Linked DNA regions of Sus scrofa: region 2 is linked to region 1. Evidence: chromatin contacts called from public Hi-C data. All regions are on one chromosome and are shown on one strand. Each heading gives the region's core, a stretch centred on a gene start, on an enhancer-like site or on the middle of the called end of the contact. The rest is flanking DNA. Distances are from core to core; before and after follow the strand shown.

What was found. Hi-C and Micro-C count contacts between places; a contact is called where the count stands out from the background.
Region 2: a contact with region 1 is called in a Hi-C map of liver, with 20 times the contacts expected there. The contact joins two enhancer-like sites. A contact is called at or near these places in 1 of 5 promoter capture datasets (liver), 6 of 47 Hi-C or Micro-C datasets (embryonic fibroblasts, epiblast stem cells, liver and 1 more) and 1 of 2 datasets of contacts at active chromatin or transcription factors (skeletal muscle).

Annotation. Positions count from the first base shown.
Region 1 is chr14:49,713,897-49,719,888 of Sscrofa11.1, reverse strand. All of the region lies in intron 29 of CABIN1 (calcineurin-binding protein cabin-1), which reads left to right. Among named protein-coding and RNA genes, the nearest start is that of SUSD2, 33 kb to the right of the region's middle. Within about 2 kb of position 3,803, at least 9 of the 83 cell types and tissues checked have an H3K27ac peak or open chromatin away from gene starts, as enhancers often do. A contact at or near this core is called in liver, where this site is marked.
Region 2 is chr14:49,748,698-49,754,196 of Sscrofa11.1, reverse strand. It overlaps CABIN1 (calcineurin-binding protein cabin-1), which reads left to right. Exons shown (of 37, transcript XM_013983138.2): 19 at 1,334-1,449; 20 at 4,287-4,448; 21 at 4,998-5,204; 22 at 5,316-5,461. Among named protein-coding and RNA genes, the nearest start is that of CABIN1, 36 kb to the left of the region's middle. Within about 2 kb of position 1,901, at least 5 of the 83 cell types and tissues checked have an H3K27ac peak or open chromatin away from gene starts, as enhancers often do. A contact at or near this core is called in liver, where this site is marked.

The sequences.
Region 1 (5,992 bases), core at 2,554-5,053:
AGTGCCATCAGATTGTGGCATCCTCAGAGGACAGGCTGGGGGGGCACCAGACTCAGGAGTGGGGCCCCGCCTGCCATGCGACTTCTGGCAAGTCGCTGCCCACTCCCAGCACTGGTTTGCCCGTCTGTGTGGTCCTCTGGGGCCCTAGCAGGCGGTGGTGATAGGGGCTCCAGGCCCATGCCCTGCTTCCTCCGGGGCAGCTCCACGTGCCCCCGGGTGGTCTCAGGCACCTGGAATTTCTGATTGAAGCCCATCTCCTCCTGAAAAGAACAAAGGCGGATGGTGCTGGGCTTTCAGTGCTCTTTCAATTCTGACATCCTGTGCAGGGTAGGGACCCACCCTCAGGCAGAACATGGTCTGTCCCTAAGGCCCCCTGAAACCACATCTATCCCTCCTGGCCACCCCACCCAAGCCTGGGCTCTGCCCCCATAGAGAGAACTGGCCGCTCCCTTGGCCCCACCTCTGGGCCTTGCTTGTCTTCCTCACTTGTCTTCAGCTAGCTGGCTCTGGCACGTCACACAGGTCCTCTGAGCTTTGGTTTCTTCTGTATTTGCCTTGGTTACATGTAGGGAAACTGAAGGGCGGGATTGTCCTGCACAGGAGCCAAGGGGGCCTGTCTTGGGTCTGCAGGGGTGTGGCAAAGGCTGGTTCTCCAGGCATATGTAGCGTGAGGTCTCCTCTGAGAGCCCACCATGTGATGGGTGTCTGGATCCATGACTCTCCTTTCCCAGGCCTGACCCAGGGGCTAGTCAGGAGCTCCAGAGCCTGGAAGCCCCCTCTGTCTGTGAGTGTTTTATAGACGAGTAGTACCTGTAACCTGCAGTCAGTCTACATGGTACCAAGAGGTTTGCAATGAAAGAGAAGCCCCTTCCCACCCAGGATAGCCCAGGCCACAGCCACTCTCCCTTATCCAGTTGTGTCCTTCCAGAGGTATCCGCTCCTGGCTTCTTTTTCACTTAAGAGTGTGTTTTGGAGGGTGTTTTAGAACTTGGTATTATTTTAATTAGCTGCCCTGTACTGCCAGCATGTGGTTGTCCCTTGGAGTTCCCTGGTGGCTCAGCAGGTTAAGGACCCAGCATTGTCACTGCTGTGACTCAGGTTACTGCTATGGCACAGGCTCGATTGCAGGCACAGCCAAAAAAAAAACCCCAGTCATATGTCTGTCCTCTAGTTTACCTGCCACCCCTGTTAATGGGCGTTTAGTTGTTGTAGGCAGCGCCCGTGCACACATCTCTGCACGTGTGTGGGAGACCACTTCTAGGATAAACTCTGAGAGGCAGAAGTGTTTGCTGTGCCTTGAAGTTTGAGGCCATACCCCACAAGGTCGAGCCCCACCTCAACTCTGAACTCAGGGACTTTCTCTGTTAATGAACTGACCCATACATTCTCTTCAGTGGGTCATAAACACTCGTGTTCTGTTCAGCATGAATGGGATGGAATGTGATAACGGGTGAGCAGCTTTAATTTTTTTCTATGCAGTTTCTACTCTTGTTCATTTTCCTGTTGGATTATTGGCTCTTTTTAAAATTAATCTGTAAGAACTCTTGATATATTAGTGAAAGGGGCCTTCTCTGATGTTGTGCAAACTTTTCTTCTGAGCCGGGCTTGTGGCTTAGTCTCCCCACTCTCCTGCTAGTCTCCTTTCCTTGGGCTCCCATCACTTGCCAGAGGAGCAGCCAGTTAGGTAATGAGAGTGCCCCCCTCTGACCTGGGGCTCAGGAAGAGACTCCCTCTCTCCCTGCCCCCTCAGTGGGGGTGCTTTGGCCCAATCTGACTTTCTCCTGTGGGTGAGACACCTGTTTTCCCAACAACGAAGTTTTGGAGGCCAGCCCTTCAGACGCCTGTCCCCAGCACATCAGAAGGGCGGCCAGGTGCTATGAGCCCTTTCCCCGCTGGGCTCACTCTCCATAGCTCCTCCTGTGGTTTCCAGAGCCTTCCAGAAAGTGAATCCCCCCAGAAGGGCAGTCAGGCTGTGCCTGCAAGGGGGACACAGGCCATCATCTGGGTAATGCTGCCCCCACAGCTAGAAGCCCTGTAGGAACCGGGGAACCCCAGGCTGAACGGGACGTTTTGGGTGGTCCTGCCTCTTCTGGGTCAGCCTTTGTTCCTCTGTGCTTCCCAGTGAAAGGTGAACCTCTGGGCAGAGGGCAGACAGATGCTTGCACCCCCTTCATGTGGTACCCAGGGGCAGGCTCCCCACTGGCTGGTGGCAGATGGCCCTTGCCGATCCACACACTCTTTCCTTGCGGCTGCTACAGGTGGACCCTCGGGCTGGCTCCCAGCCATGCCTCGCAGCCAGCATACTGGAAAGTGCTGGCCCTGCATGCGCTCAGCATGCATTTGTCCTCTGTAAACTTCCCTGCCACGTTTACAGAGGAGTGTTTAGGGCGGCCCTGGGCTGACTGCTGGTGGGACCTTGTCGGCAACTGTGCTGTGGCTCGGGATGAGCGGGCTGCCCGTCTCCCTTCCAGTGTGCACTGGGGGTTACTGCTTCGACCTGGGCGGGGGCTGACCCTTGGGAGGATGTGAAGGGAGGCTGATGAAGGGCCTTCGGCACTCTGACCTGCTGTCTTTGAAGCCCCCATTGCCTCAGGGCTTGGGCTAGGAGACCTACCTGTTACTTTTTAGTGCTAGTTTTTGAAAACTGTGAGCCACCTAAGGCCATGTTGTCAGACACACGCAGTGGAGCCCACACCCCTGGTCCCACCTCCAGGCACCCTGCCCTTCTTCGAGCACCTCTGTGAACGGCTTGCTGCTCTTTTTTCAGGGGCATGTGTACAAAATCATATAAGTTTGTTATGCAGCTTCTCTCACGCACATTGTGTGTGTGTGTGTGTGTGTGTGTGTGTGTGTGTATGTGTGTGTGTGTGCGCGCGTGTGTGCGTGTGTTTGTACAGGGAGAGGGCTTTTGGGTAACTTCTGTTTTCTCACAGGCAGGCACTAAGCCTTGGAGACCTTCCCTAGGAGAGGGGCAGTCTGCCCGGGCCTGGGATCCTCTGGTGGGTGGTCACCCCCGCTCATCTGTGCCAGGGCCACATCCTCTTTGTGTCCCAAGGAGGTGCTCACTGCATGTCTGTGTATCATCTCCCTGGAGCTGGCTCCAGGTGTGTGCCCCTGGCCTGGCCAGTGCTGGCTGCTGTGGGCCCTGCTGAAGGACACTTGTAGGCTTGTGGGAGAGCCCTAAAAGCTGGTCCCCCCGTATGGGCCCCTGTAGGGTGCTGTGGGGCAAAGGGAGAGGCTGGGACCCACGAGGAGTCCTGTGGGCTGGAGGCAGGGCTCCTGCTGAAGGTGGGTGCTGCTCAGCCAGGGAGCAGGCAGGAGAGAGTGTGGGGCTGGAATATCCTGAGAGCAGCACCAGCTGGGCCTTGGTGGGGAACATGAGGGGCCAGCAAAGGGCTGGGTGTGTGTAAGGAATTGGGGGGCAGGTGGCCTGGGCCCTGTGGCAGAGACGCGGCACATAGCAGCCCAGCCATGTGGCTGGAGGAGCGTCTGAGGGAGAGGAATGTACCTGGCGTGTCTCCAGCCCAGCCGTCGCACAGCTTGACTGAGGCAAAAGCTTCCACCACCTTTTCATATGCCGTGTGGGGAACAGGCTAGATCCTGGGCAGGGCTTGTGTCCAGGGCTCGTGTCTGGGGTAGGTCTTAGGCCCACCTGAAGGCACATCACCCCAGGCCTCTCCCTGCTGACCTGGTCTTTGCAGATCAGAGCTGGCGTGGTTGGACATTTCCGGTCAAGGTCCTGTGGCCTTCCCTGCCCTGGCTCATTCTGGCCTGGGCCCTGGGGAGGGGCAAGCAGAAGGCATGTGGCATGTGACCTTCTCAGGTGAACTGGGGGTGGCGTGGGGCAGGGAGGACACAGAGGCCTGGGGGGAGGCAGGGAAGCCAGGCTAGGGCCTGAGCCTGAGGGCACTGCTGAGAGGGGCTGTCCATTGCAGAGGAGGCCAGGAATGCACAGTGAAGGCCCAGAAGGACACTTGTAGGCTTGTGGGAGAGCCCTAAATGCTGGTCCCCTTGTGTGGGCCCCTGTAGGGTGCTGTGGGGCAAAAGGAGAGGCTGGGACCCACGAGGAGTCCTGTGGGCTGGAGGCACGGCTCTCGCTGTAGGTGGGTGCTGGACTCATGTGTGGTATGCACTTTCAGGTGGTGGGCCCGTGGAGGCTGGAGCTGGGCTGCTCTGTCCAGGGCGAACTTCCATCCTCCTTGTAGCAGATTCGGAAATGTTCCCATAGTAACCAAGCTAGAGATGGCTCTCCCTCCTTCCCCAAAATGTTTGCTGATTTTAGCAGGCAGGGTTTTTTTCTTGTTTCAACCCAGTTTCCAGCCACCATGAAAGAAGCACAGGGAGCGGGTGCCTGGCCAGCCCTGTTCCCACTTCTCCCTGGCTGTGTGGGTGGCAGCAGCTGTGGCCAGGGTTTGAGGGAATGGAAGGGAGATGCTGTTCTGCTCCCTCCGGGCTGCCCTGCCTGGGCCCCCCACCCTATGTGGGGGTCTGCCTGCAGCTCAGGCAAGCAGCTTGCGGCTGGCGGTAGCCCTGGGTCACTGAGAAAAGCACAGACTCTGGACCCTGGTGGGCTTGGCTTCCAGCCACTAAACCCATTGGCAGGTAGTCGTGCAGGTGGACAGGAGCCCTGGGCACACACTTGGCTCACTCTTGGCCCATCTCACAGCTCGCCCTGAGCTTGGGAAATTGGGCTGCAGGGCTTATCTGTGGATCTGCTGGTGCTTTCCAAGGGCAGTGCAGGTACCAGAAGGGGTGTGGCTGTAGGTGGGGCTCCAGGTCCTGCCCTGGCTCAAGTGGGACAGCCTGAGATGTGGCCGTTGTCTCCACCTACCACCTGGGCACCTCTGCGTGGCCTGGCTCAGCCGTTGGCACCCATGGCACAGGCAGTGCTTGTGCCTTCTTGGTCACTGCTGCAGAGTACCCCACTGTCTGGCTGTCCCTGGTGGGGTACGGGCTTCAGTGCTCCACTGCTTCACATGAGTGTGCCTTCCCGGGTCTGCATCCTTGCCTGTGCTGGGGGTTCTGGACAGGTGCCCAGCATTCCCACTCAGCTTGGCGTTCTGCCAGGCCAGGCACCCTCTAGCCAGCCACAGCTCTGCTCCTCAGGCACTCAGACAAAAGGTGACTGATTTTGCCCCATCTGTGGGGGTGACCAGGGATACTTGAGCTCCTTCTCATGCCCGGGGCCAGTGCCTTTCCCCGGCTTGGGCACCTACAGGCTCCCCATGCCCCCAACATGGTTGTTTGTCCTCACTTCCTGTTGCTGATACTGATGGGAGTTATTATGGTCATCAGGACTTGTCTTGTTAAATGTTCTTGCCCTGGAGCCCCAGTGCTCATGAGGCCCTAATTTGGGAGGAAGGCCCCCTGGTTGGTCAGCCTGAGGCCAGAGCAGACATCTGGGTGAGAACCAGGCCCCCCCTCTTATCCAAAGCCCTCCCAGTTGGCTGTGTGACACGTGGAGTCCCCCACCTCCACCTGCTTGCAAATGTTGGTGACATGGAGGGGTGGGGGCAGTGAGCCCACCTAGCAGGCCAGGGACCTCTGAACTCAGGCCCAGCCCACCCTAAGGCCTTGCCTAGCCTCCCTCCCTGGGGAGAGAGCCAGTGGGCCAGGTGAAGGCTGGGGGTGCTGGTCAGGGCACAGCCTCAAAAGCCCAGTGCACCTGGCCACCCAAGGTAGGGCCTCATCTGAAACAGCATTGCCCTTGCCCCAGTGCACCCCACATAGTGCCTGGTACACATGAGGCCCCCCCGTCCTTGAGGGAATCCCTGGAGCAGGACCAGCTAGAGGACAGCAGCCCCATGCAGGGCAGAGCTCGCCCTGGCCAGGCCTGGGGTCTGTGCCCCAAACAGCAGCCTCCTGCTGCAGGGCCTACCCAGCCTTTCTCCTGACACCCTGCTAGTTCATGCAGCCCCCTGCCTCACCCCTACTCACCCACTCCTCAAGCTATGTCACTGGTGTCACCCCCAGATGTCAGCCCCAGTTTCAG
Region 2 (5,499 bases), core at 652-3,151, 36 kb before region 1:
CCAGGTCCCCCCCGCCCCCTTTTTTTTTTTGGTCTTTTTGCCATTTCTTGGGCTGCTCCCATGGCATATGGAGGTTCCCAGGCTAAGGGTCAAATCGGAGCTGTAGCCGCTGGCCTACACCAGAGCCACAGCAACTCGGGATCTGAGCCTCGTCTGCAACCTACACCACAGCTCACGGCAACGCCAGATCCTTAACCCACTGAGCAAGGTCAGGGATTGAACCCGCAACCCTATGGTTCCTAGTCGGATTCATCAACCACTGAGCCACGATGGGAACTCCGAGGTTCCCCTTCTTAGCTGTGTGACCTTGGTCCAGTCCTTCCATACCAGCGCCTGTTCCCCAGGTCCACACTGGTGACAGAGGCCCCATCTCAGGGCTGTTGGAGGGCAGAATGGAGCAGTAAAGCCATCACTGTCGTGGCAAGTTGATGCCAGCTCGGTGGTGCCAAGTGCCGTGTGGAAGGCCTGAAGGGGCCAGTGGCCAGCCAGGACCCTTTGTGGAGACGGCACTCAAGCTGTGTCAGGGCAGTGATAGAAAATGTAGTTAGTGAAAGAAATTACATGAAAACAATGCTAAATGGCGTTTAAGTAAAGAGTGTCTATAATTCTACCAAATGGATTTTTCCCCTTGGTTTTCTTGCGCTTTCTGTCTGGACTTGGTTAGTATATCTGTACTTTTATATAGCTGTGATTATAATACATGTATTTATGTACTTATTCAACTAGCTTAAGCTTGAATTTATTGGGGTTTTCCTCAGTAATTTGGCAATTCAGCAAAGTGGACAGCAAAGAAGGTCCACTATGTTCAGCGACCATGGAGCCCACCAGCTGGTTCCTTTCTGCCACTCGCTCTCTCGCCTGAAGTCCTTTCCTTTCCTCCCTGGGTGTTTGTCAACTGGTCACTTCCCATGAATAAGAACCCCTGGCTCTGACGGATTCACAATGGGGGAGACAGATGGGACCACCAAAACTCCAACAGTGCCCTGCATGAGTGGCCTGGGGAGAGGGGGACATCCAGCTGAGGCCTGATGGAGCTGGGCAAAGGGCACAGCTGGGCAGGGACCCAGCAGAGTGGGCTGTGTGTGTTGGACTTGGGAAGGAGCCAGACCAGAAAGGCTGTCACACCCTTTTGTAAGCCTCTGTCCACTTTGTTCTGCAGTCTCTGTGGAGCTGGTAAGAAATACTCTGCTTTTTTTTTTTTTTTTTTTTTTTGGCCACGCCCATGGCATTCAGAAGTTCCCAGGCCAGGGAACCTGTGCCACAGCAAACAGTGGAGGGGCTGAGCCTTGCCACTCCCACGCTCACCCTGTCTGTCCGTCTGGTGTCTTCCCAGTGATGGCTGAGCCACCCATGCTCCCCTCCTCCCTCATGCTGCTCAACACAGCCCATGAATATCTGGGCCGGAGATCCTGGTGCTGCAACTCTGATGGGGCTCTGCTGCGATTCTATGTAAGTGCTGCGGGACTTGCCTGCCCGTCCCTTGCTGCTGCATGTTTGTGACCGCTCAGAGTTGCCAGACGTCCGAGCTTGGTTTCCCTGTGACCCGAGGCTGGGAGCTCTGGGGACCTTGAGCTGTGGGTGGATGTGGATCCTCTGGTCTTTACTGAGTCTGTTACATGTCAGGCATGGGGGCTGACTGGGTTACCCTAGCAGTAATTCTAGGAGTGATCACTGCATTCACCACTGCCTTCTGCTGGGTCCTGTTTGCCTGGCAGCACTGGTCGTTCCAGCTACTGCTCAGTCAGTAGCCAGTGTGTTTGTCCAGTCAGTAAATGCTAGGGAGCACGACCAGGCCTCCTCTCACTTGCCAGCTGAGATTGACCAAGCTCGCTGAGGACAAGGCGGTGATCCTTGTCCCCTGCCTCACTGTTGAGTGGGAAGCCAGGTGGCACACAGACAGGTGTCAGAGCCCGGAGTGTCACCCAGCCCAGCTTGTCATGCCCATTAATAGACGTGGTGGAACTGAGCTACACCCACCACCTGCAGATCACCCGTGGCTGCTTATACAGCTCTGTGGCAGCCTGGGAAGCCCCAGCTACCAAAATATTTGCTGTCTACTCTTTAAGCAAAAGTTGCCAACCTCTCCTCGGCACACTCCCTGGGCTGCAGCCTCCCTCCAGGGTCTTTCTGTCTCCTCTGTGCCCTCTGCTCCCCCATGGCTCTCGCCACCTGTCACCTTCTAGCATGCCATTTTATTTATTGTTTGTCTCTTCTCTGTTGAGATGCACCTTCCATGCAGTTAGGAATTTTGTTAGTTTTGTTCACTGCTGCATCCAGGGCCCTAGCACACAGTAGGTGCTTAATATATGTGGGTAGAAGGAGTAACCGAGGCTGCGACTGTGTAGAGCTCATGTGCATGTAGGACTTCACAGTTTGCAAAGCTCTGGTGCTGAGGACGTGGAGCCTTGCCAAGGGACCCTTCCAGCTCAGGGCCCTGGAGCTGGCTAGTGTCCAGGGGCTCCAGCCCCAGCTGTGGATGCCAGAGTGTCTGCCCCACCTTGTGAGCTCCGAGGGCAGAGCTGTGCCAGGCGGGGTATGTACTGTCTGCCCGGCTGCCCTGGGATCTGCCGCCCCTGCCCTGCCAGTGAGTATGCAGGAGGCTGTGCCTGCCCCACCTCCCCATGCTGCCTGGGGCCCTGCAGCATGTGTGGACTGGGGGGGGCGTGGTTAAGAGTAGAGGGCAGGTGGCAGGGGCCATGACTATATGGCCTGCTCCCAGGTTTTCTTAGTCTGTCCCTTTTGTGATGGACTGTGAAATTTCTCTTAAGCATGGCTCCTTTGCTTATTGCTTTTATTAATTCTAGTGGGTTATAGACTTCTTGAATTTCCTGGGTAGACAGTCATATCATCCATAAATAGCTATTCCCCCCACTTCAGTCCTTATAGTTCTTTTTTTTCCCTTGTCTTATGCTGTTGGCCACAGGTCAACAAAACCTTTTCTGGAAAGGGACAGATAGTTTTTTAGCCTTTTAGGCTATAGATCTCTGTTGAAATTACTTGGCATGCCCTTTGTAGCCCCAGAGCAGCCATAGACAGTAGGTGAAGGGAAAATGCAGGAGCTCTGGCATAGGGTGAAAGCCACAGCTCAGATTGGATTGGACCCCTAGCCTGGGAACCTCCATATGCCGCAGGTGCGGCCCTGAAAAAGACAAAAAGGCCAAAAAAACCTAAATAAATAAATACAAAATAAAAATAAATAAAAGTGTAAATGCCATTCTTAGCTGCCAGGCTGTGCAGAAAGAGGCAATGCAGGGTTTGCCTGGGAGCTTTTGCCCCTGTCCCCGCACCCCCGGTCTAGAGAGCACTTTTGCCACCACCACCCCTCTGCCCCCACCCTCAGGAAAGTTTATACTGTTGACTTTGTTTATTTAGTGATGATAGGTTTGTTTAGATTTTTTCTTCTAAAGTCAGTTACATGTTTGGAATAATATCCACGTAAGCATAAAATCGTTCATGGTGTTTGCTTATGACTTTAAGTCTCCATAGTACTTGTAGTTATGCCTACTTTTTCATTGCTAAAATCATTTATTTGTGCTTCTTTTCCCTTTTTTTGGAAAACCAGTCTTTCATGAAGTTTATCGGAATTAGATTTTCCCCAGATACTAGCTATTGGTTTATGGATCCTTTTTTTTTTTCTTTGCTTTGTAGTTCTTTAATTGCCACTTTAGTATTTTTTACTTGCTTTGGATGTGCTTTGTGTTTTTTCTAACTTACTAAAATGAATGCTTTGTTTAGTGATCACTCTTCTAATACCTGTTTGGAAGATTGTAAGTTTATCCCAAGTACATTTTTAGCTACATGCCACAAGTTTTGATATCATTTACTCTAAGTAATTGATTTCTAACTGTATTGGATTATATTCAGAGGATGTGGTCTATATTATACCTGGTCTTTGTTATTTGTTGAGACTTGCTTTTTATCTAGTTGTGGTAAACATACATGGATGCTTGAAAAGGTGTGTGTTTGCTAATAGTTGGGTGTGTCAGTACTTGTGGCATCTGACTCCCAGGTGTCATCACCTCTGTGGTCCTCACTGATGTGTGTCTGTGAAAGTCTGATGGGCTCGTATTCAGTTCACACCTCACCTTTGGAATATGAACTTCCCAAGGGCAGACAGGTGTCTCACTCTGCCTGTGGAAGAAGGTGCTCAGTGGGTATTTGGGGCCAGATGAATGGCTAAGTAAGCACGTGTAGCAGAAACTGCTGGAGACTGACTGGGGTTCAGACCCTCCGGGGTGGAGGGGCTACAGCCCACTCCCAGGCACCTCTTCCTGCCACTGCCCTAGGTGCGCGTCCTCCAGAAGGAGCTTGCTGCGTCCCCCTCTGAAGACACTCACCCCTACAAGGAGGAGCTGGAGACGGCCTTGGAGCAGTGCTTCTACTGCCTGTACAGCTATCCCAGCAAGAAGAGCAAGGCCAGGTACCTGGAGGAGCACTCGGCCCAGCAGGTGAGGCGGGGCCTGTGCCTCCCAGGTGGACTGCACTGCCTGGAGGAGGGGCTCTCCTTGCAAACACTAGTTTTCATGAACATTGACTGAAAATTTAAAAACGCAGCCTGGCACTTTTCAGTATATTCTTCCTCCAGTTTAGTCACTGCACAGAGTCCCCACCATGACCCCACACAACATGCAGCTCAACCCTTGCCCAGAGCAAGCGCTCAGTCAGTATTTGGCAACCAGGTGACTGATCAGGCGCTGAGGTGTGGAGGCATCAGTGGCCTGCCCCTGCCTCACTCGCCGTGGGACCAGCTCTCTGGCTTGGCCCCCTGAACTCACTCTCTGCCCCCACGCTTGTCCTGAGGAGACCAGGCCTGTGCCAGCTTGTACAGTAGGGTTTGGGGACCGCCGTTGGTGAGTAGGCTCTTATGTATGTGGGAGTCACTTCAGGCTCCATAGTGGATGTGGTTTCATCTACACTGAATGCGTGTGTTTCTTGGAATGGCTCTTCCTGTGTGCCTCACCTGGCCACACTGTGACCTGCCTCTGTCTTGTGTCAAGGTGGACCTGATATGGGAGGATGCCCTCTTCATGTTTGAGTACTTTAAGCCCAAGACCCTCCCTGAGTTCGACAGCTACAAGACCAGCACTGTGTCAGCCGACCTAGCCAATCTCCTAAAGAGAATTGCCACCATCGTGCCCCGAACTGAGCGGCCGGCCCTGAGCCTGGACAAGGTCTCCGCCTACATTGAAGGCACCTCTGCTGAGGTGGGATCCTGTGCAGGCCGCGTCCCCTCTCTGCTCTGCACCAGACATCAGGGCACTGGGCAGTGAAGGGTCCTGGCCCCACCTCCCTCATCCTGCCCTCTCACCTGCCAGGTGCCCTGCCTCCCAGAAGGGGCTGACCCCTCCCCTCCCGTGGTGAACGAGCTCTACTACCTCCTGGCTGATTACCACTTCAAAAACAAGGAGCAGTCCAAGGCCATCAAGTTTTACATGCACGACATCTGCATCTGCCCCAACAGGTCAGCAGGCTTCTCATGGGGCCAGTTTGAGGTTTGTT